Regions from separate parts of the Mus musculus genome. Here all the other regions are linked to region 2. Evidence: chromatin contacts called from public ChIA-PET and HiChIP or PLAC-seq data. All regions are on one chromosome and are shown on one strand. The core of a region is the stretch at or near the end of the contact, and the rest is flanking DNA. Distances in the headings are between cores, read along the strand shown.

Region 1 (5,735 bases), core at 2,864-5,363, 470 kb after region 2:
GCCCTAATTAAATGTTGTCACTATAAGAGTTGCCTTGGTCATTGTATCTATTCATAGCAGTAAAACCCTAAGACAATGATATACAGACACAACCCATATTCCTGAAGCGTAGTGTTGAGAGGAAATCTTCACAGTGGACAGAACTCTATGGAATGAAAATGATTATGCATTCTGAAAAAAATAGTTATAAGAAAATAGATATTTGTGTGATTTATACTGACTGACTCATGGCCAATAGCCAATGAACTTGGAAGCCAGGAACTTGGAAGTAGAATGATTGAAAAATTGGTGAAAAAAAACATTTGTGGAAGGGATATATGGACAGGTATCTTCAAATGGCAGATGGGAAAAAGGTTGTATCTCTTGTAAATGCTCATTAAAGCTAACCTCAACAGAGGAGGAGCTAAATAATCAAGCAGATAAGATAGAGGACCTATTCTCTGGATGTATTCAACATCTTTCCCTAGCCATCCTCTCATGGTTCAATGAGACCACAAACAAGGTGACCTTGGCAGTAAGGAAATAATCCCACTCATAATCGTTTTTAAAGGAACTTTGGAACAAACGTAGCCAAACAAGTCATTATCTCTACTATGAAAAGTTCAAATCTCAGAAGCAAGAAATTAAATATGACACAATAAAATGCAAAGGCATTCCATACTCAGGGATTGTAAAATTAATATTGGGGAAATAGCCATTCTACTAAAAACAATATATGGATTCAATGTAATCCCAAACAAAATTACCATGTGATTCTTCATAGAAATAGAAGAAAATCTTAAAATTCTTATCAGAGTACCAAAGACAATAGGTATGTCAATCAATCCTATGCAAAAAAAAAAATAATATTAGAGATATTATCAAGCCTGGTTTCAAGTTATTCTAATAACAACAGAGTTATACTAATAACAACAGCATGGCAATGAAACAAAACAGGGTATTTAGATTAAAGAACAGAATAGAGCAGCAAGACAAAGCCATGTTGTTCTAGCTGCAAAAAATACACAATGAGCAAAAGACAGGCTCTTTAATAAGTGTTGGGGAAACTGGGCATGCACAGGAAGAAGAACACAACTAGATACCCATCTCTCTCCTTGTATAGACATCAACTGTTGGGGCTGGAGAGTTGGCTCAGTGATGAAGATCATGCTCTGCTCTTGCAGAGGAGCTGAGTTTAGATTCCAGAATCCATGTTAGGTGGTTACAACTTTGCCTGTAACTTTACCTCCATGAGGTGTGCCTGCATACACATAGATACCCACACATAAACATAATCAAAAATAAAATAAATCTTAATGAATTATAAAAGCCAACTCTAAATGCATTAAAGACTTTATTCTAAGATCTTAAACTGTCAGAGGGGGGCAGAGAGATGGTTCAGTCATTAAGAGCACCAACTTCAATTAAAGTACTTCAAAATATAGGCATAGGCAAGAACTGAAGTTTCAGGGACTTAAGATAAAGGGCCAAAAATTGACAAATGAGACCTCAAAAAGTTAAATGTAAAAATCTTTGTACAGCAAAGAAGAGAGCTAATTGGCTGAAAAAGTGGTCAGTAGAATGGAAGAAAATTTTTATATAATTCTAAAGCTGATAGAGTCTTACTATCTGGAATATTAAAAGAACGCATGGCATGAACAGATGGTTCTTAACAGATGAAGCACAAATGACTAATAAACACATGAAACAGTGTTCACACTCATTAACCATTAAAGAATTGCAGACTAAATCTACACTGAGAGCCCACTGATTGTTATTCAGGAAACAATTGCTAGAAAGAGCATGGGCAGAGAATTCACTTTGACATTGCAGACATTGTAAACTAGTCTAGCCACTATAGAAATCAGTTTGGATGTTCCTCAAAACAATTAAAAAGTAGATGTGTTATATGACTGCCTGTAGGTATTCGTCTAAGTACTCCAAATCAACGCATCAATGAGACAATTATACAAAATGCTTAGTGCAGAAGTATTCACAGTAACTAGGTTACTTAGATGTCCAATACAATTAGAATGTACCTTTTAAGGTGGTATATAATGCAGAGGTTTGAATGAGAATAGCCTTTATATATTTGGATGTTTAGTTGACAAGCAGTGGAACTGTTTGAAGGGATTAGAAAGATTTGGAGGTATAGCCTTATTAGAGGGAGTGTGTCATTTGGGGTGGACTTCTAGATTTCAAAAGCCCTTGTCAGGTTCACTTTCTCTTGCTGCCTGCTGCCCAAGAATCAGGACATAACTGTTAGCTGCTGTTCCAGCACCATGTGTGCTACCATGCTTCATGCCACGAGAATGGGCTATAAGCTACTGAAGCTATAAGCCAGCTCCCAATTAAATGATTGTTTTATAAGAGTTGCTATTGTCACGGTTTCTCTTTACAGCAATAGAACATTGGTTAAGGCAGACATATATATGCAGACACAGACATAGACACACACACATAAACACATACACATACATACATACAGACACTCACACACATGCAGTGGACACACACATGCAGTGGAACTCTTTAAACAGTAGAAAATTAAGTTCTGTCATTTGCAAGAAAATGGATCCACCTGAAGATAATAAAATTAAACAAATTAAGCCAGTATTAGAAAGACAACTCTCATATATTTTCTTATACCTGGTTTCTATATTTTATATACATATATAAGACTGTGGACTTATACATTCAGACATACACACTCACATTCATACATAAACATATACAACTCACAAAAGTAAAAGTGAAATTATTTTGAGGAGCAAGGGAAACTAACAGGAAGAAGAATGATTTAGGAAGTATGGGGTGAAGTATGCTCAATGTACGATCTGTAGGTGAATGTCTTTACATAACAAAATCATTTAAAACTATTTCCCTACCCCATCTCTTCTATCTCCTTCTGACTTTCTGAAGGCCCCTTCCCTCCAAAATGTCTTCTCCCAGTTTTCACTTGTGTGTGTGTGTGTGTGTGGGTGTATGTATGTGTGCTTATGCACACGCACGTCCCACTGGTTTCATTAGAGTCACTTGTGTAAGCACAAGGGGGGAAGGCTATTTATAGATACGTGGGCCACTTTTCATTGGATGTACCACTGATACAAAATGACACCCGTCCTCCTGGAGCCATTAACTGCCAAAGGTTCCCCAAGAAGTAGGACCCTATGAAATCCTCTTCCCTCCAGGATTAAATGTTGAACATTTTCCTAATAATACCAATGCTACAGTTTATGAAAGCAATATATAATAAGTGTTTGATTGCTGCCCCATGACTCCTCCTCCCTCTGGGTACCCAGGCCTGTTGTGCATGCACCAAGTTGGCCTAGAGGGAGGAAAGCTTATCTGGGTGCTGGTGGGATCTCGAGTGGTAATGAATGCACGGGCAATAAGCACAACCAGAGCAGCTTTGTAGAACTGGTTCATTCATTTGAGGGGAGGGGAATTTGTATCCCTGGGGAGGTGGACAGGGTCTCTGGGGCAAGGGTTGTGTGGCTGAGTACCACTGGCCAAGACAGGGGTGTTGAAGATGTTTCATCTACAAACTCAGGGAATGTAGGATGTGTTTGTGGGGAAACCTCATAAGGTCAAACAAAAAGTGCAGCCTCCTAACTATTAGGGTAATAAATTCCTGCTAGGGTTGATGGTAGGATTTATGGCACCAGATTAGGAGGGGGAGGTAGCCAATTTCTGCCATTCTCACGTTTGTGATATCTGGGTTGAAGCTCCCTTGACCACTCTTCTGTAACCTGGGGCCATTATGGTCCCACATTTGACTTAAGCAAGTGCATTTTTATCCACAAAAGCACACGTTCAGGACTCTACTAGTATAGCTGGAAATTGGGAATTTTTTTTCTGCTATTGGTCTTCTTATGTCCTTCTACCCTCTGCTCTTTTCTTTGGATAAAATCACTAGGTTGCCGTGACATGTTCATATTATCATATAATGCCTGTGTTGCTGGACTTCAAAGCAGAAATAATGATTTTGTATTAAGAACATCATTCAAACTTAATATATACTTCATAAATAAACTAATGACTTGGTTTTGCTAACACTAAAGTGCTATCAGAGATCACATCAATGACCATAATCTTGCAGTGACTCTAAACACTAAGAGGATGTAAACTATTTCCTGACTTGAACTGTAAAAACGAACTTCCTCATTTCAATAGAAATGACACACTCTCAGTGACACCAAAATGTTTTTCAGTGTTTTTTTTTCCCCTGCCTTTTAGAGTTGGAAAGAATTCCAGAAGGTGTCTGGTTGCTATTGCTCTTTTACCCTGAAACACACTTACACCCACGTGATAGAATAGCTCCCTTAAATTTAACCCAGCAAACACTGGCAATATTGATCTTTCTCCTATCCAAGTATCACTAGTAGTGAATTTACCATCCTCAGTTAAGTCCCAGGAAAAATAAAATTATCTAACACTCTATTGAACCTGCTGATGAGATAAGGCAACAGAAGTGAATCTGTTCTAAAAATTGACTGGAGGAGGGGGTAGCAGTCATAATGAGAAAGGAGTATTACTGTCTGGATGGCTTAATCTCCAACTGCTCTGATCATTATGAAGTTTAAATAAGTAAGTAAGTAAGTAAGCAAGTAAATAGATAGATGATAGATAGATAGATAGATAGATAGATAGATAGATAAGATAGATAAGTGAGCCAACAGACCCAGGTATATCAGAGAGGATAGAAAAGGATTATTCAATATTAGAGATGAGGCATTAATGCCAAAAGGAAAGATTATTTGACTTTTAAGGAAATTTTTGGGCAGGAAGAAAAAACTCGGTTGATAGGATGTTTAGTTACTGCAGGAAAGACCCATATTAGCCAGGCTGGCCACAAGTCACAAGATCCTGAGTCAGAAGCAGGGATTGTTGAATATGGCTTCTTTTTCTTTTAAGACAGAGTCTTGCTATATAGCACTGGCTATGTAGCCGGTGCTGAGACAGCAGGCATGTGCCACCAGCCCCACTGTAGAATACAGAACTTAACGTGGCAATAGAGGAGGAGGAGGAGATGGTCACAGGGATATCAAGGTGTCATCAAAGCACCCACTGATGTGTGAGAAGCTTCTGACTGAAATGTGACTTTGAGCAGCCATAGAGAATCCTTCCTGTGTTTTACTTGCTACCGTGAGAACTATCCACTCCTGGAGACCTCCATAACTGACAGTGTCTCCTCCTTGAAGCTTCAAGAAGACTCACAATGCAGAAGAGCACTAGACTGACAGGAGACTTAAAACAAGGATTTGGCCACTGCCTTTGGGGGACAAATGATGCTCTCTGTGAGAAGGTTTCCTGTGCAGTGTGAGCAGATAGTCAGCATCCCTGGTCTCCTCCCAATGCAAGCTAGTAAACAGTTCCTTTGAGGTAGCATGGAAAGTGTCTGTATATACCATCAAATACTCAGAAAGAGGGAGAAAAGGGAAGGGGAGGGGAGGGGAAGAGGAAGGAGAAGAGGGAGAGGGGGAGGGGGAGGGAGAGGGAGAGGGGGAGGGGGAGGGGGAGGGAGAGGGGGAGGGGGAGGGGGAGGGGGAGCGAGAGGGAGAGGGAGAGGGGGAGGGAGAAGGAGAGGGGGGGAGGGGGGGAGGGAGAGGGAGAGGGAGAGGGAGAGGGATCCACTTTCCTAGGACACTGTACTCAACCATCTAGTCTCATCTTGTATCCATAGAAAATGAAGGTCAGGAAGAAAGTTGCAGAGTATTAGATAAAACTCAGTAAAACAATTCATTATCCTTTAT
Region 2 (6,084 bases), core at 1,417-3,916:
GTAGGAAAAATTCACCAATAACCTGATCAAAATCATTAGAATTTATTAATGTGACATCCACTAATATCCAATGTAGTTGAGTCTGTTAGAGTTCTATATTAAAATGAGTTAAACTAAAAAATAAAATTGTAGCTAATTCCAACTTTTATGCAAGGTTTTTGGTTTCTAAAAACAAAGAAAAAAAGGGAATACTAGATTAGGCCTAATTAAACCTAAGAAGCCTCCTTATTTTGAGGAAAATTAATATTAATTTTTACCACGTTAAGCTACTCACAACTATTCTCTCCAGTAGTGTATTTTTTTTTCATGGCAATTACTGAATTCTCAATGCAAACATAAAATGAGGGCTTGGGGTAGAACTCAGTGGTAAAATACTTGCCTAGCATATGAGGCCCTGGGTTCAAGCTCCAATACTATAAAAAAGTTATTAAACAACTTACAGTAGCTATAAGGGACATATGTATGACAGTGCATGTATGTGTATGCATGCACGATGCACACACATGCATGCACTCACAAATACACACACACACACTCTCCCGAGATATCTAGTTGCTAACAAATATACTTAGGATCACAATTAGACTTCAATTAGTACTTCAACCAACAAAAACTACCTTGACAACTTACATTTGCCTAAGATATACAACCTTTTATTCAGCACCAACACCTGATTCAAAAACTAGTAATATGTCTGTGACTTCTAGGCATATCTGTTTATGCAACTCAAAGAGTAGCTCTCAAAGTACATCAAGAAATACATGTAACATTTTCAAGTCCACGAGTCCTCTTTGAAAACTATTTTCTGAACTCCTTCCTAAAACTTTTCTTAGGAAATACAGCCTACACTGTATGTGTGAAGACAAAGTACCTAGAATGGTGTTCTTCTTCAATGACCTCTGAACTTATCTTGACTTTAGTGGGCAGGACTACAGGATGCAAAGCACAGCAGCACATTACATATGGAGGCTCCACAACCAACAGAAATTATCTTTTCCTTTGTTCTTTTATTAATGCCATCCTAAAACACGTAGAGAAATTTGACCCTTCAAAGGATAGTTTGGGTTCCTTTCATAATCTTTTTCATATAATTTCATCCAGTGGCCTTATTTTATCATCTTATCAATATTTGCAAACTAGTTATAAATCTTAACGTTGCTGATGTCACTTTTATATCACCCAAAGTCTTGGAAGGGTTGGCCATTAGCACGCCTACAACACCAGCACAGACAATAATCATGTTTTTATTACATGAGGGAGCTTGCCTTTGCCCTCCCTTCATCTCCAGTCGTGCCCTTGCCTACCAGCATCACATCCGTCTTGTCTGCATTGAACCTCAACCAGTTGGTTCTTAACCACGTCCGAAACTCAGCCAGGCACTGGGAGAATCGAGCCACCACACCATCTGGATTAAAGGAAAGAAAGCCTCAGTAGCAAAGAGACAGAGACAGTTACCTCAAGCTCACTCAGTCTCACATTTTCAAAAGATGTCCCAGAACCAGGTCAACCGCCCCGTGGGAATTTCAGCAAAATGAAACAAAGATTGAGTCCTGCAATTTATAAGCAATGCTAAAGATTACAAAGAACCCAATAATTACATTTCTGTATTTCACCCATGATTTGAGAAAAGTCTAGTCAATTCCGGGTCATCTCCGTTAAGCGGTCTTAGAAACCTAGCTGGTCTTAAAATTGCCTAAGGTCTTCTGCAAAATTACAAAAATTGAGGTTTAATAGAAAAACTGAAGCCCTCCCCGGGAGTGGGGGAAGAGACTTGCCCAAGGTCACACAACATGCAAGGACCAGAGATGGGAACCAGGCCAGCAAGCATCTACATTACAAGCTAAAAGAATAAGGCCACTCGCGGGGGAGATAGGCACTGGGAGCGGCTGGTTCCCTGCAATGCTGTCTCTGAGTCTCTCGCCCCTCTAGCTCCCTCCGACAACGGCAGGTTGACCCAGGTTGCGCCTATCACCTCAAGGGATGCTCTGCTAAGAGAGCCAACCTCAACTGGCTGGACAGCTAGAGAAATCAGGGGCACAGAGGTGGAGCCACGGGGGAGTGGCCAGGAAGCCACACCCCTGCCGCGGAGCGAGGGCCGACCGAAAAGGGCGGGAGCTGGCCTGCCCGCCCCGCAAACTCACTCCGCAGCGTAATCCCGGCGCGCCGCGGAAGCGGCGAAGATTGGGCGCCGCCGCCGCCACCGCGAAGGCCGAAAGACCGGGGAGGGGCGGGGCGGAAACTACGCATGCGCGCCAGACGGCAGCGCCTCCAAGCCGCCAGCCCTCCCGGTACACTCGGGCAGCCCCGCCCCGGAAGTTAGGAGTCTTCCGGGCGGCGCTCTCCCGTGGGGGGAGGGGAAGTGGGGAAAAGGAGACTGCGAGCGCCCCTGGGGCCCCGGTTCCCGATCGAAGGATGGGTAAGATGGTCTGTGGAGGCTGCACTTACAGCCGCCGCTGCTGCCGCCGCCTCCGCTGCTGCCGCCGCCGCCTGGAGACGCCCCATCCATCCGCCTGCAGCCGGGAGACTCGCAGCCTGGGAGGGGCCTAGGGCCTGGGCCGCCCGCCTCCTCCGAATCGTCGCCCGAGCTTCCTCCAGCTCCACCAACCCTCTACCCTCCCCTCCGCCTCCGCCCTCCTCCTCCACCTCGAGCGGCCAGCCAACCGCGCGGCCGCTTCTTGAGCCAGGCTCCGCGGTCGCCATGGCGCCCGGCAAACATTCCTGAGCTGCTGAGCGGGCAGTTGGGAGTCCGGGCATCGCCGAACCTGCTGGGGAAGGGGGCGCCGAGCCCTGGTCTAAAAAGTCACCACCATGCATAGCTCTCCGACGAGCACCCGCAAGCAGGCCAGCTTCGCCGCGTAAGTTCCGCACTAGATCCGTGTGGCCCGTTCCTCTAGATCCCGGAGAGACAGCCAGCCCTTCGGTTTGGAAAGGGGTTCCCAACGCATTCGATCCCGCGGAGCCCCCCAGGCAGCGCCGGATCCTCTGGCTTGATTCGGTCTGTGTAAAAACTCCCGCTGCCGTGCTAGACCGGAGTTTGTCGAGGACCACCCTGCCTATTTCTTCCAAGCGCTTTTTCTTGTATTCTTTCATTAGGTCTCTCAACTTCCAAGCTGTCTCGTGTTCTGGCTCCTTGGTCTCTGAGCAACCAAAGCTAATTTTAATATGTACGCCAGCAGAGGATTTTTTTTTTTCATCTCTTTCTGCCAGCTTACCTTAAGACTCTTAACTGCTTAGTTCATGCCGCTAAGCTAGGAGAAAGGCCCAAAGATAATGTGGACTCGTGTGGCGTTGAACTTGGAAGTGGTTTGAATTTTCATTAAAATATTCCCCCTTTCATGCTCGAACATTTCAGTGGTTTTGCGGTCTTCCCAGAGCAGCCACATCTTTTCTTCCAACATCCTCTCAGCTAATTCGCCCTTTGAACTTACTGAAAGTTCTGAGGAGAGAGCCTTGCATTTGCCCTTGAGTTAAGTGCTCAGCCTTACATCGCTTCTCCGAAAAAGCGCTTTCCAATAGCTTACAACAGTCGGTTGGCACTTTAGTTGTTAACTAGCCAGTCACCAGCTTTGATCTAAATGACCACTTACTTTACTGAGTTTTGAAATGCTTCAGTTAGCTAATAGGACATTTTTCAATCTTCACTAGGCTCGTGGCTAGTTTCTGCTGTTATGTATCAATGTCTGTTTGTGTTTATAGATCAGGGTCTTTCGCCCTGTGTAGCCCTGGCTGATATGGAACTGGTTTGAAAGTGCTGGGATTAAATAAAGGCTTGGGCCACCTGGCCTGGCCTTCTTTTTCAAAATAGTTTACTAATCTGTCTCCTTCCTAAATATGTGTTGTGGAGGCAGGTGGTTCACTTCGTTGTTGCCTTGTGCCTTTCAAAGTTAAGTATATGCATGATTCACAAGTTTTCTTATCTCTTCAAGATCTCTCTCAAGAAAACAAAACTGAAGCAATTACACCCAGTGTGCTCGAAATTCATCCTCAGCGCTGTAATTTACTGCCCCTTTGTTTCCAGTCCGCAGCCATCCCAGTTCATTAAACTGCAACCCTTGCACTTCCTCGGTATGGGTCCTGCATCTTTACTGCCAAGCATTGAGGGCCACTTCACTTCGTCAAGTAGCTGTGCTCTCCAGACCTAACAGTCATTTCTGCATTGGAATAGCTGGCTGAATCGTCTGCTTGCCAACACCCTCCACATAGTAGTCTGCACAAAACTTCCTTAAGCTTTTCCCTTTCCCTCTGAGCTCCCTTTCTTCCAAGTCCCCACGGGATCTGGCTTTGGATTATGCCCCTTGAGTATGATGTAACATCCCGCAGCACGCACACACACGCACATATACACACACATAGGCCAGGAACGCTATTACGCTTCGAGTTTATCCCCATGAGTATATTATATTCTCCAGGTTTTTTTTTTTCCTTAGTTTTTCAAGACAGGGTTTCTGGAACTCTCTGTAAACCAGGCTGGCTCTAATTCACAGAGATCTTCCTGCCTCTGCCTCCAACCTCTTGGGATTGTGGGTGTGCCCCCCCCCCCCCCAGCTCATATTATGTCCTCTTTTGTTTTGTGCACTGCTGTAGACTCTTACCTAGAATGGAGAACATCTTTAGTACACATTGGTAAACTGAACAAATAAGTAGATACATACACATTTGTAGCTTGTTACTTAAGTTTTTTTCCTTGCTTAATTTCTGTTTTGCCTTTATGGAGATATTAAAGTGAAACTAAATTAAATTTATACAAATTAAGACAAAAATGATATAACACTTATTAATGCAAAACAAACACAAAAGCTACCATGATTTTCATTTCAAAGGGGATAAGATGGTTTACTCTGGGGCTTAGTGTGAGTGACCATGGCCTGGGAACAGGCATTCAGGTTTCCTAAACACCAGGTTCCAGTGTGGTAAATGTCTCATGAGACTTGATAGGAATGACAAATCGTAAGTCAAGGCACTTTTTACATACACTGGTGGACAGGGATGCTGGTAGGTTTCAGCAGAGTGGGGAACTTTCTGTCATAGCCCTTGGGTACTCTGATAACAGTCTTAAGGCCTTTTAGTTGATGGAAACCAGTGGTCTGCCAGTACATTCCAAAGGATTTCACCTGGTAATCAAAAGGATGTGGTAGGCAAGAAAAGGCAATTGAGGGCCAAAGGAAAGGAAGTAAGTAAGTTATAAACAGGCTCTGTACTCGAAACATTACAACCTCTCCATAATCCCTGAGGTTTAATCTGTTAATCAGCCTTTGTAGAATGTTCAGTGTAAGGTGTGGCTTCTTTCCCAAAACATTAGCTTGCACTCTTACAGGAGCTGAAATTCGGAAATTTAAAAAATGGCCTTTGTAATAAATGCATGGTCCTTAACCAAAGATAGGATAAGATTAGAGATGTGAGCTACCATAACTTTACCTGACTAACACAACATTTCAAGCCTAGTTATTGCTTTAACTTATTGTCTCTCATTGTTTTTTTTTAGAGTTTATCTCTAATTTTATAAAATATCTCTTGAGGAATTTACCAAGTTTTTGCTTTCTTGTTTTTTCCACATTGCAATCTTCCTATTAGCTTCACAAACTCTCCCATTGTGCTAAAAACAACCTTTAACTCTCTTTACCCCTTTCTCTACCCAGTTGTTTTATTCCAGTTCCTTACACATTCTCATCTTGTTGTTTATTGAGTATTCATTTGTTTATTGTTATAATTTAAAGAGAGGTGGGTGTATGGCAAAGACTTGACAATGAGATTACCCTTCAAAATGAGCTGAACCAGAGAGAGCCTCACTACTATTGAGTTGGCTGGGGGAATATGGGAGGGGGCATGACTGGACCTTGAAGCAGGTGAACATTAGAAGATATAGAGCATCCTACAGGGACACAACATGATGGGACTTTGAAGGAGAGTTGGAGAGAGTATTCAACTTCAGAATCTCAGAAAGAAGAGATGGTGGCCAAGTATAGCATAGCATGAGTCCTGAAGAAAGTAGCCTTCAGATCCCCAGGGCAGAGAGAGTTCTGGTTCCCACAGGTTTCCAGAGAGCTAGACAGGCCATACCTAGGTATCTAGCCAGGCCTGCCGAGC
Region 3 (5,785 bases), core at 182-2,681, 480 kb after region 2:
GACTAATGGAGCTGTTTTATCTCTTATGTATCTCTCTGATAGCGCAATAAATTGTGGCTCATTGAGTGGGTACTATGTGCTGTCTCACATAATCTCTGTGCTCAGTATTGAGAGCCAACTCCATCACATGTGGTGAAAGATTGGTGGGATGGGAAAGCTTCGAGAGTAAATGAAAAGCATAGCCCAACTGGGGAGGGGCACACTTTAGTAACCCTAACATGGGGGGGGCACATTCTAGTAACCCCAACACCTGGGGGGGGACAGAGGCAGGGGTTTGAGGCCATCCTAGCCCTCATTGGGACCTCCTATCCAAACATACACACACACACACACACACACACACACACGGGGGGGGGGTGAGAAAGAGAGAGGACAGACAGACAGACAGAGAGACAAGACAGAGTATAGAAGTAAGGTGGTAACTAAAAACCAACTAGGAGATTTTTCATGTTCAAGTAGATAAGAGCCAGTGGCAGAACACATGAGAGGGTCCTTCCAAATGAACTCCTTGCAAAGGTTTGCATTTTGCTGTGGAATGCCTTCCCTGCCTGCTTCTGTGTCTGTAAGCCAGCGCTGTTCTGTGTCACAGAAAACAAATGTAGATTCTTAGCCCTTAACATTGTTCTTGATAGAGGAGGTCACCGCCTGAATTAATCTTTTCACTTAACAAACGCCTCTGAGGTAGCCTCAGAAATACTGAAAAAAAATCCATCGTCGCTCCTGAAGGTGGACCTCTTCCTCAGGATTTCCCAGAAGCTTCCTTGGGGGTTTCCCTCCAGACACAATCGGCTTCTGTGGAACAGACCTGGCCAGGGCCTGGCCAGGCTCCTTTTTCTCTAGAAAAACAGGGATTGCCTTCCTTCCTTGCTTCTCTCCTCCTTCCCCCATCCCACCTTTCCTTCCCCTGCTCTCCCCTCCCTCCCCACTTCCTCTCTTGTTCCCCTCCCATCCCCTTCTTTCTCTGCCTCCTTTTTTCCCTCTAAAACAAAACAAAACAAAACAAAACAAAACAAAACAAAACAAAACAAAACAAAACAAAACAAAACAAAACAAAACAAAAACTAATACCTTACCAGGCAGAGGACTGCAGGACTGCAGGAGGGTTATGAGTTCAAGGGCCACCCTGCACTGTGTGTGTGTGTGTGTGTGTGTGTGTGTGTGTGTGTGAAATTCTTGTCCCCAAAACAAGATAAAGCCCCAGATGTCTCAGGTGTGCTTTTACCACAGTAATATTTATGTGTGTTTGGGCAAGATGCTTAGTATCTCCAGAATTCAGATTCTGTCTCTAAAATGTTTGTAGTGACTTTCATTTTCCCTTTCAATGTAAAATTAAAGTTAACACGAATAACCACAACAGTAGATAAGGCCTGAGCCACCGGAGTCAGTCAGGTCACAGCTTCAAGCTCTCCTTTCCCACTTCAGCACCAACTTAGGCTAGGAAAGCTACTCTGAATTTCTGTTTTTTCAGCATGGTGAAGAGGGTTTGATGCAGGCAGCACTGGGTCTGAGCACCCTCACTGTTCGGTTGCTTTAGCTCTTAGACATCCACAGACACCGACTGGCACACCACTAGCTCTATCAGGAGACCCCAGAAAATTTCTCTCATTTCTGTCTGGACATTTGGAAGTTTCTTACTTGTTCATTTCTTTTAAATGATAATTTAAGATTTATCTATTTTATTTTATTTGTATGAGTTTTTTTTTTTCCCTGAACATAGGTATGTATATCATGCACATGCCAGGTGGCTGTCGAAGTCAGAAGAGGGGGGTCAGCACCCCTGGAACTGAAGTTACAGATGGTTGTGAGCCAGCATGTGAGTACGAAATCAAGTCTGGGTCCTCTGCATGAAGGGCAAGCACATTCAACAGTTGAATTAACTTGGTAACATCCCTGTTTGCTCATTATAAACTTAATTCCATTACTCCCATCTGAGCTCAGTTCCAAATATAACTCAGGAGACTTCCTAGTCTCCAACCTTTTCTTTAAAAATATATTTTAAAAGTTAGTTGTGGGTAAGAACAGAACATTAAGACAAACGTACTAAACCTTTGTACATTAGAACACTGGGGAGTTTTTTTGAGTACTCAAATGGGTCTTGTGTGTTCCAACTAAATAAAATCTAAGTCTCTGAGATGGGACAGATATGGCGTGTTTTAAAGTCCTCTTGATTATTCTAATAACTGGCCAGGACAGAGAGTCACTCTGCTCCATGAGTCCATGATGCTGGCCTGACTAATGCACCGTGAATAGATTCAGGTAAGAGTTTGACGATGACTCTGAAGCCTTATCATTCACCTAACTTCCTTAAGTCACAGCTGAAGAATGTGCGGCCAAAATCTAAATACACTATTTTTAACCGATTTCTGCTCAAGGCAGTCTAGTGACCCTATCAGACAAAAGCCCCAGTAATGACTCTCTTCGTGACTAAATGCTTGGAAAACTATTCTCTAGGGTTTGGCCCAGTGTAATCGTATGAAATTAGCATTTCTGAAGCCCAGCTTTTTGGAAAGCGAGAAACTGTCTCTTCAGTCTTCTCAGGTCTTACTCTGTATTCTGCAAAGAATATTTTATGTAAATTAAGATCCTTGGATCTATAAGCTTTTTGAACCCACTGAGCTCTATTTTACATATATTTTGAGTCTCAAGTTGAACTGATGAATCTTAATGCCCCACCCCCATTCATTACTTCTGCCAGTTTAGATTCTCGGACAATTGATTCAATCATTCCCTTTAACAAATGCTTGATGGATATCAGATCCAGCCAAACCCTATACCAGAGAAGATAACCCTACACCAGAGAGATTTAAAATAAAACCCTGGGGGTGGCTGGGCCTAAGGGCTCACTTTTAGCTCTCTTTCTCTCTCTGAAGAAATCTCTCAGTCCTTAGCATCCCACTCCCTCTCCTCCCTCTCCCACCTCCCCGCAGTATGAAGGATAATCTCTTCTTTCCCTTTGCAGGAATCCCAGGTGGCCATTGCAGTCATTTGTGTCTAATATTGAGCTTGTCTCTGCATCTCTAGTTTAACATCATCTTGGGCTGTGAAGGAGTCATAAGGCAACCCACTTGTCAAAACTGATAAATGAATTTGGAGCCCAAGCCTGCCCTCCTAGTTCCTCAGTAAAAGTCCATCCCACAGCAGCCAAAGGCCATAGCCAACTTGTGTTCTCCACAACACTGCTCAGTGCTCTGGAAGCCTGATTCCACACAGCCTACGTGCTGCCTGGCACGTCCCGGTGCTCAGAGTTTCTATAGTACACAAACAAGTGAAGTATCTGTTATGAAAGGTGAAGTAATTGGCCTTTCTCTTTTTTCCTTCCTGTTCATTCTAAAATATTTCCAATGTTAAATATTCTGTGATTGTATCCCGACATTTCCTTTACATAGTGAGGAAGTGCCTTACTATAGAGCCTATTATTTGATAGATGGTTAAATGTCTGTGCTTCTATAGTGGCTATGAAATGCCTGAAGGTGGGACCGATAGTTCTCTTTTGAAGCTTTGGAAAGCTAAGATGCTAAATTCTTAAGTAAAATGCCCACGTTCCCACAGATACAACCAAATGGTCTAGTGGTGACTCAGAGTGTTCAGGCTGATGCCTATAGGGCTTTCACCAGCTTCAGTCAGACAGACAGCTGCAGCACAGCTCAGGTCTGTCTCACTGATGAACAGCGATGCTCATTACTGTGGACGCAGGTTGACTGACGGCATGGCACCCTCAGCTTCCCCACACCTGCTGGCTGGTATTCAGGGTCAGCTGATAAGTGACAACCCACAGGAGGGTAGGTGCAATTATATTAACCTAAACAAATTGCTTGAAATTTTGTATAGCTTATATTAAAAAACAAAACAAAACAAAAATACATTCTGTCAATACAAATCTCTACCTTCTCTGAGAAGAAAGAACAACTTACGAATATTCTGCCTCCTTCTGCTCTCTGTTATTTTTCTGTGCTCCAAGCCATAACTCCCGGGGAAAAACGTGCAATGACCGGACATTAACTCAAAATCAAGCACAGAATGAACTTGAAGTGTTTCTGGCAACTGCCACCACCCAATATTGCAGTGTGTGACATCGCTGTAGGTTTTGAGCAGGTGACACGGGCACTTTGTCCAGTGCGTGGTTCATCCCACATGGTGTTAATGATGGCTGCCATGAACAACCCAGTAGACGCCAGCCAAATTATTGTACATGTTCAACTGCTCTGTTCTAAGCTCAGACACAAAGTTCTCTGCTCATCTAGAAACCCAAGAATTAGTTAAGGAAACAAAGACTTAATATTTTGCAGCCATCGTCCCTCAATATGGAAGCATCAAACTAGTTTACTACTTTAATTGTCTTAGTATGTTTGAGTTTGACATTTACTGTCTGAGTTGCTAATTTGTGTTCTGTGAAAAGTCCTTCATTAAGGTTTTATGACTTTGGATTATTACAGAATTACTAATAATCCATAAAATGGCCCTACAGACTTCTGCCATTTCCTTTGACATCTTGATATAAAGTGGTATTCTCAGCATTTATTATAAAATGAGAATATCAACTGTGAAAGCAGTGGAGACTCCCTGTGCCCTCAGTATCAAATATTCAGGCAAGATTTAGTTCTTTATATAAAAATAAGCAAGCACACCTATTTCAGTATATAAATTTTTATTCCAATTTAATAAATGGAATAATTTAAATAATTGGAATTTAAATTCCAATTTAATAGAACAAAGAATTGTTTGATAATAGTTTCCCACAATTTACTGTCACTAAATGATTGATCTGTGAACTTATATACTTATATATACATATATGCATATATGCATGCATACCATATGGCTAGATAGACATTGTATGTTATAAACCTGCATAATTGGGATTACAGTGTAAAGGGTTTAAGAAGCCCTATTCTAAACATATCGAGACCCCATAAGCTCCTCAAATTGTGTGGGCCCCTTCTCCTACAGGGCTGTGCTGTTCTCAGGCTCTTCATCCTGCCTTTCTTTACCCGTGGAACTTGAAACACCACAGAATGCCATTGAATGGTAACTTACATTGTTTGTGCATAGGCATTCATTGATTATTTAACTGATGCCATTGTTCCTCGATGTCATTTTCTCATCCTAGTCCCTGAACACAGTAGGCAGGCAGACTGTAAACACATGCAAAGATCCACGTCTTACAAACCTGAGCTACTATAGGAATCTACCAAATTACCAGCCTGCTTTATGCTTTAATCATTTAAAATGGGAGACCTGGTCAAGAAACAACATATTTGCTGGGTGTGGTGGCGCATGCCTTTAATCCCAGCACTCGGGAGGCAGAGGCAGGCGGATTTCGGAGTTTGAGGCCAGCCTGGTCTACAAAGTGAGTTCCAGGACAGCCAGGGCTATACAGAGAAACCCTGTCTCGAAAAACAAACAAAAACCAAAAAACAAAAAAACCAAGCAAAAGAAGAGAAGAGGGGAGGGGAGGGGAGGGGAGGGGAGGGGAGGGGAGGGGACGGGAGGGGACGGGAGGGGACGGGAGGGGAGGGGAGGGGAGGGGACGGGAGGGGACGGGAGGGGACGGGAGGGGACGGGAGGGGAGGGGAGGGGAGGGGAGGGGAAGGGAAGGGAAGGGAAGAGAAGAGAAGAGAAGAGAAGAGAAGAGAAGAGAAGAGAAGAGAAGAGAAAAGAAAAGAAAAGAAAAGAAAAGAAAAGAAAAGAAAAGAAGAGAAAACAACATATTTGTCAAATAAAATGGTGCAGATGAGATGACAGCCCTCCTCCCCCTGGAGGACACCTCACCATAGGCAAGCACAAG
Region 4 (5,533 bases), core at 792-3,291, 350 kb after region 2:
AAATGCTACCAACCTCCAAAGAACTCATGGGATAGTTTCAAGCCCAGAAGTGAAAGAAACGGTCCTCAAATTTCCCATGGAAGATTAGAACTGAATCAGAATGTATGCAGATGCATTTCAACACGTCCTTTGTCAAATTTAGCTATAAAAATAGTACCCTTCTATAGACAAGTTATCTTTTTTTTTTTCCTGATGAGGATAAGTCTTGTGGGCTTTGAATTAAAAAGTATGTAAGTTACACTTTTTCTGTTTATCTTGCCTTGCTAGTCAAAGATTACATTCATTTGGAATTAACTAAAATTGATTTAACCATAGAATCTTAACAATCTCACTTAGCTCTCTGAACACAAGACCAGGCTCTAAACGGAATGATGCGCTGCCTCCATTTAAGGCTATTTCCCTGAATCTATGAGCTTCTACCCCAGAATTCTTCTCTCCCTGGAGTCACACTAATGACATTTGACATGATGACGGGGGGGGGGGGGTGGGAAGGGGGAAAGGAGGGTGGCGGAGAGACAAGGGGAGCTTCACTGGTTTTGTTGAAACCATCTCCCTTTTATTCCAGTTTGGTAAATTGCTAAGGTCCATTGACCATTGGCAACTGGTAGGACAGACCTTGGCTTTAGGTGGCCCCTCTGACATTTCTGTGGCTGATCTGAGACCCATTATGCACTAGGTTCTGCATTATAAAATCTAGCCTGGGTCCAAAATTTCTGCCTGTCATCTTAGGAAAGGCCAGGAGTTTTACCCCATCCTGCAATGTGAAAACAGATAATCAAAGGCAACATAGAGCTGTCTGCTTCTTCTCTGACCAATTTGTTGCTTTTTCTGAGGTGATGTTGGCTGTCACTATCTTAGACTGGAAAGGGCAAGCTGGTAGAATAAAATGTAGTTTAAATAGCATCTCCCAGGGGAAGGTCCTCCCTACACTTAGTATTAAATGCAGTAAGATAATCAGCAACTAATCACTTGATGCTAAACTAAGAGCCATTTCCTCTACGAACTGGTCTGAACCTGATGAAGGAGCAAAGAGGCCCAGGTCTTTTTCTTAGATCGTTCATTCTGCTGCAATGACAGCCCTCATAAAACTCCAGTTTATGAACCAAATTTGTTGCACCCCTCACTCCAATACTATAATGCAAACCTCAAAGATCAGAATATCTTATAAGATATGTAAGCAGTTCACTGAAAATGCCAGCATAGATAACTCTCTCGATGACCTCTTCTGTCTAATATCAATTTCGGAAAATACTTTCCATTGCAAAGATTTAACCAGCGTGCTTAACCTTCCACAGAAACCCCTTATCTTCTTCCCCAACTTGTTTGTTCTGAGACCTTATTCTTGGCTGCCTCAGCTCTCTGCAAACACTTAGGCTTTTCTCTTTTCAAAGAGGCTGGGAGCTGTGGAGATTCTGAGCTAGACAGAAACCCTGTGGTTTGATTCCATTAGTCTAAGCCTGGGCCCGGTTGCAAGCAAGCTGCAGTATCTGCTTGCAAAAATCCTGGCAGCCAGGTTCTAGACACAGACACCACGGGCTGCATGCATTCTTCCATACTGGTCTACCCAAATCTTGCCTGGAGCCAGCCAACCACAGCAGAGGGAATCCTACCTTCCATCATGGTGGCAGAATTGCATTCCTTATTTTCCAAGAAGTCAGAAAAAACACAGGAGGATACGCTTCCAGGTCCCAGCTAAGTCCTCACAAAGCTGCCGCTGAGGTCTGCTCTGCTTGCTGCCAAGCCAAAGGAGACAAGTGTTAACCCGAAAGACCGGCCATGGATGCAGCTAGTGCTGCTTCACCTACAGTCTCCCAGGAAGATGCTGTGAGAGAAAGGCAGAGAGGAACAGCAAGCCGGCGAGCTGCACCGCCTGCGCTGCCTCGGCCAATCCCTTCAGCTCTGGACCGCGTCACATGGTAGCCAGCCTGCATCTCCTGACACAATACCCCCGGAGAGCGCACGGAACCCATTTCCCGTCCCCATTGCTCGCTACCCCCACTGCCTCCCGCTCCTCTCCAAACACACAGCCCCTTCCCCACCTGGTGACGCACTTCCCCCGCCCCTCCTCGTGGTCCTTGCAAGCCTATTGCGGCTCTGGGGCGCCCGATGATCTGAACTGCCACCCTGACAGGGGATGCCAGCAAGAAAGAAGCCCAGGAGGCTGATCCCAGGGATTTTTTTTTTTTTTTCGTTTTTCTCTCTTTTACTTATTTTTTTAAGAAAACACTTCTTAGTAATTCCAGATCTTAGCAACACACGTTTACACTCCCATTCCAACCTCACTTTGACCTGAAGGAATTTCAAATGTCAGCGCTTGGCCTCTGTGCACATCTGTCATCTGTGGCTGGCTCGCGCTCTCTTTAGGTCTCTCTGGCCCCCACACCCCCCGCGCCCTGTCTCTCTGTCTAGGTCTCTCTGTCTCTCCTTGTGTGTCTCTTCCTCTCATTCACGAGAGAAAAATCAATTCGCTGACGTCACATCATAAACAACCATCCCCCAAAGGATGATGCAGGAAAAAAAATTCATCCCAGCTGCCTTGAAAGGAAGCAGGAAATTAATTGCGCATGACATGCCCAAGGGCTGGCAACTGTCATTAAAACAAAGAAACAAAAGAACCCACCCGATTCGGGCTCTGGAATCAAACAGGCGATGCTCCAGCTCATTTCTGGGGCGAGAGGCGGGAGAGGGGGATTGAAGGCAAGAGTCTAAGCGTTGGCCGCCTCAGGCGTGCGCGAGTCGCCTCCTCCCACGCACTCCGCTCCGCAGCCGCGACCCCGGGGCTGCGGGGGCCCTCCGTCACCGCGTCCTCCAGCCGAGCTGGGCAGACGCCTGCCCCAGGTGGGGAGCCTCGCTTGCAGCCTCGGCTACAGCTGCCAACTGAAGCCGCTGCTACATGGCAGGTTTTGCAAGACGCTCCTCCTGCAGTCTTCAGTCGCCTAGGAGCCCAGTCGTTCACCCCAAGGGAAATCCAGAGAGGAAGGCAATCGGTCCAGGTTGCGCTGGAGGAATGGGCGGAGCCTGGGCCTTGGCAACTTGCTAGAATGGGGAAAGGTTCAGGCACAAGGTCTGGTGGAGCTGAGGGTCTGTCACCTGAGTGCTATCAAAAGTCCTAGGAGTCCTTCAAAGGGAGGGACTCCCAGGCCTGGTGTCCTGTGATCCTGGGTTTAACCAGGCTAAAACAAAGCAAAAAGAAATAAATTGAATCGAGTAAGGAAGGCCTATCACTGTAGGGAGCAGATGATGAAAAGGCTAGAGAAAGGTCTTTAAACTAAGGAAGAATAGCAAAGCCGGGGCTATGAAAATCTCTTTATTGAAGATCAGGTCAGAAACTAACAATAGGGCTGATCATTTATAACACCCTCACTTAGTATTACCCAGATCTCGACATAGTCTGATTCTTTCCTCCAGAGGGAATACGAGATATTGGTGGCTATGAAATACTAAAGAGGCCGAACGAAGAGATGAATTAGTCAAAATCAAAAAGCAACTCAGCTTCTTAGTAACTTACAAGAGTTTTATAATAATAATTAATGATAATAGCAATAATAATAATTTTTAAAAGCCTCATTGTTTTCCCACAAGGATCCATCTTTCTGTGGCTTCTGCATTTAAACATTAAAGTCTCCTGAGAGCTATACATGCTCGTGGCTTTTTCCCGAGGCCTATGAGGCCGTAGAGTTTTAAAAGGAAGAGATTACAAAGTAACACTTGTCTTAAGGGCAAGTTGATTGGCTCTAAAAACTGTGGTGGGTTATTGAATAAAGGATGTGTGTGTGTGTGTGTGTGTGTGTGTGTGTGTGTGTGTGTGTGTGTGTGATTAGCAAATTATTTTAATGAAGATTAACAACAGGGATGGAGACTGGTATCAAACAATGAAATGGAATCCTGTCTCTTCTTCATTGAGGTCTGAGAACAGAGGCCAGTTATACAACTCTGGACTTTGGCTTCTTACCTATAAAATGGAAGTTAGAATAAGTCCACAAGCCTATAAACCAGTGGTTCTCAGCCTGTGGGCCGTGACCCTTTTGTAGGTCAAATGGCAGTGGTTACCTAAGACCATCAGAAAACATAAATATTTGCGTTGGGATTTGTAACAGTAGCAAAAGTACAGTTATGAAGTCCCAACAAAAATAATTTTATGGTTGGGAGTTCCCACAGCATGAGGCACTGTATTAAAGGGTCACAGTATTAGGAAGGTTGGGAACCTCTGCTATAAATAGCAATAAAGCAGATCTGTGGTAATGCCTTACTATATGCCCAGAATTGTTCTGAGACTCTGCCTGAAAGTTACTTAGTGCTGTGTCTACAGCTTTGTTAAGTCCTCTATGTTAGCTTGCAGAATTACTATCACTGACACAGAAGGGCTGGCTCATGGCTCCAGAAGGTTTCGGCCAGAGACCTGAATGCAGAGAGCCACACCCACTGAGAACAGTGGTGAAAGATAAGGTGAGACAGAGGGCCAGCTTGTGGGAGATGCCTGAAAAGTTGCTGAAGAGAAAACAGAGCCAAGCAAGATTAATTGGGAAAATACAAGGCTGATGAAATTTTAGCATAGTTCAGGGGAAAAAATGGGGTGAACTTGAGGTGGACATTATAAAATTAATAAGGAACTCTGAATGGCGAAGTTTGGTCAGGTGAGGTCTGGAGGTAAATGGAAGCAGGAAATGCAGGAGATGGACCATGGCTGCAGATCGCAGGCAGGGAGAGTCTGCTGACTCTGATTCCAGCCATGGCTCAACTGTAACAGAGAGAAGCCTCTCACATTTACTGCATACTCACACCAGTTTGGTATTAGGATTGAACGCCTAACAGCTAGACAGAAAGATTAATAAACAGCCAGGAAGTATGTAAAAGATGTTCACTGCCACTCATTACCAGGGAAATACAAAGCCAGTTAAAACTATCTATTAACAATAAGACTCAAACATAACAGAGTCTGATGGAGAGCTGAGAAAAGAAAACTCTTACACACTGTTAGTAGAAGCGCAGTTGAAAAAACAATAGAAAGCTTGCTTAACCTGACAGAGGACTACAACGTGGTTGGGTAGTTTCGCTCGTGGGCATACATTCAGAAAGAAAGAAAGTAGTATGTTAAAGAGACATCTGCTTTTACCTGTATATTGTGTTATTATTGGCAATAGCCAAGACATTGAACCAGCCTAAGTGTCCATCAACAAGCATCTCAAAGATTCTTGTTCTTAATATATTTTGAAAATTTTTTAATGTACATTTTAATGTAACATTGTGCATACTTACGAGGCACAATGCAGTATATACAAGCAGATGTAGCATGCTTAGCAATTAGAGCAAGGTAATTCACACATCTACCATGTCAAGAAGAGTGTGTGTGTGTGTGTGTGTGTGTGTGTGTGTGTGTGTGTGTAAGAGAGGAGTGATTTAAAATCTTTCTTACTAGCTATCTAGAAGTATACAACTATGATCAATTGTATGACTCTACTGTACAATGGACTATTAGAGGTTACACTTAGCCAGCTGCATTGCTACACACACACACACACACACACACACACAC

The links. ChIA-PET counts read pairs in DNA pulled down with a chosen protein or histone mark. HiChIP or PLAC-seq counts read pairs in DNA pulled down with a chosen protein or histone mark.
Region 1: an H3K4me3 HiChIP or PLAC-seq map of bone marrow-derived macrophages shows a contact between it and region 2, with 5 times the contacts expected there. The contact joins the enhancer-like site here to the promoter of Wdr78 in region 2. A contact is called at or near these places in 1 of 39 promoter capture datasets (pre-B cells), 1 of 484 Hi-C or Micro-C datasets (LSK cells), 2 of 115 datasets of contacts at active chromatin or transcription factors (both in bone marrow-derived macrophages) and 1 of 9 other capture datasets (adipose tissue).
Region 3: an RNA polymerase II ChIA-PET map of memory CD8 T cells shows a contact between it and region 2, with 77 read pairs. The contact joins the enhancer-like site here to the promoter of Wdr78 in region 2. A contact is called at or near these places in 2 of 39 promoter capture datasets (neutrophils and pre-B cells), 3 of 115 datasets of contacts at active chromatin or transcription factors (bone marrow-derived dendritic cells, bone marrow-derived macrophages and memory CD8 T cells) and 1 of 9 other capture datasets (liver).
Region 4: an H3K4me3 HiChIP or PLAC-seq map of forebrain shows a contact between it and region 2, with 4 times the contacts expected there. The contact joins the promoter of Sgip1 here to the promoter of Wdr78 in region 2. A contact is called at or near these places in 2 of 39 promoter capture datasets (cranial neural crest and maxillary cranial neural crest), 1 of 484 Hi-C or Micro-C datasets (nephron progenitors), 3 of 115 datasets of contacts at active chromatin or transcription factors (astrocytes, embryonic hindbrain and forebrain) and 1 of 9 other capture datasets (adipose tissue).

Annotation. Positions count from the first base shown.
Region 1 is chr4:102,645,654-102,651,388 of GRCm38.p6, reverse strand. No RefSeq gene overlaps it. Among named protein-coding and RNA genes, the nearest start is that of Gm52667, 79 kb to the right of the region's middle. Within about 2 kb of position 4,113, at least 34 of the 459 cell types and tissues checked have an H3K27ac peak or open chromatin away from gene starts, as enhancers often do. A contact at or near this core is called in bone marrow-derived macrophages and pre-B cells, where this site is marked.
Region 2 is chr4:103,110,881-103,116,964 of GRCm38.p6, reverse strand. It overlaps Wdr78 (WD repeat domain 78), which reads left to right and starts at 2,666. Exons shown (of 17, transcript NM_146254.4): 1 at 2,666-2,855. The coding sequence starts at 2,809. It also overlaps a transcript of Mier1 not described here.
Region 3 is chr4:102,625,412-102,631,196 of GRCm38.p6, reverse strand. No RefSeq gene overlaps it. Among named protein-coding and RNA genes, the nearest start is that of Gm52667, 59 kb to the right of the region's middle. Within about 2 kb of position 1,431, at least 23 of the 459 cell types and tissues checked have an H3K27ac peak or open chromatin away from gene starts, as enhancers often do. A contact at or near this core is called in memory CD8 T cells, where this site is marked.
Region 4 is chr4:102,756,643-102,762,175 of GRCm38.p6, reverse strand. It overlaps Sgip1 (SH3-domain GRB2-like (endophilin) interacting protein 1), which reads right to left and starts at 2,041. Exons shown (of 26, transcript NM_001285852.1): 1 at 1,611-2,041. The coding sequence starts at 1,620.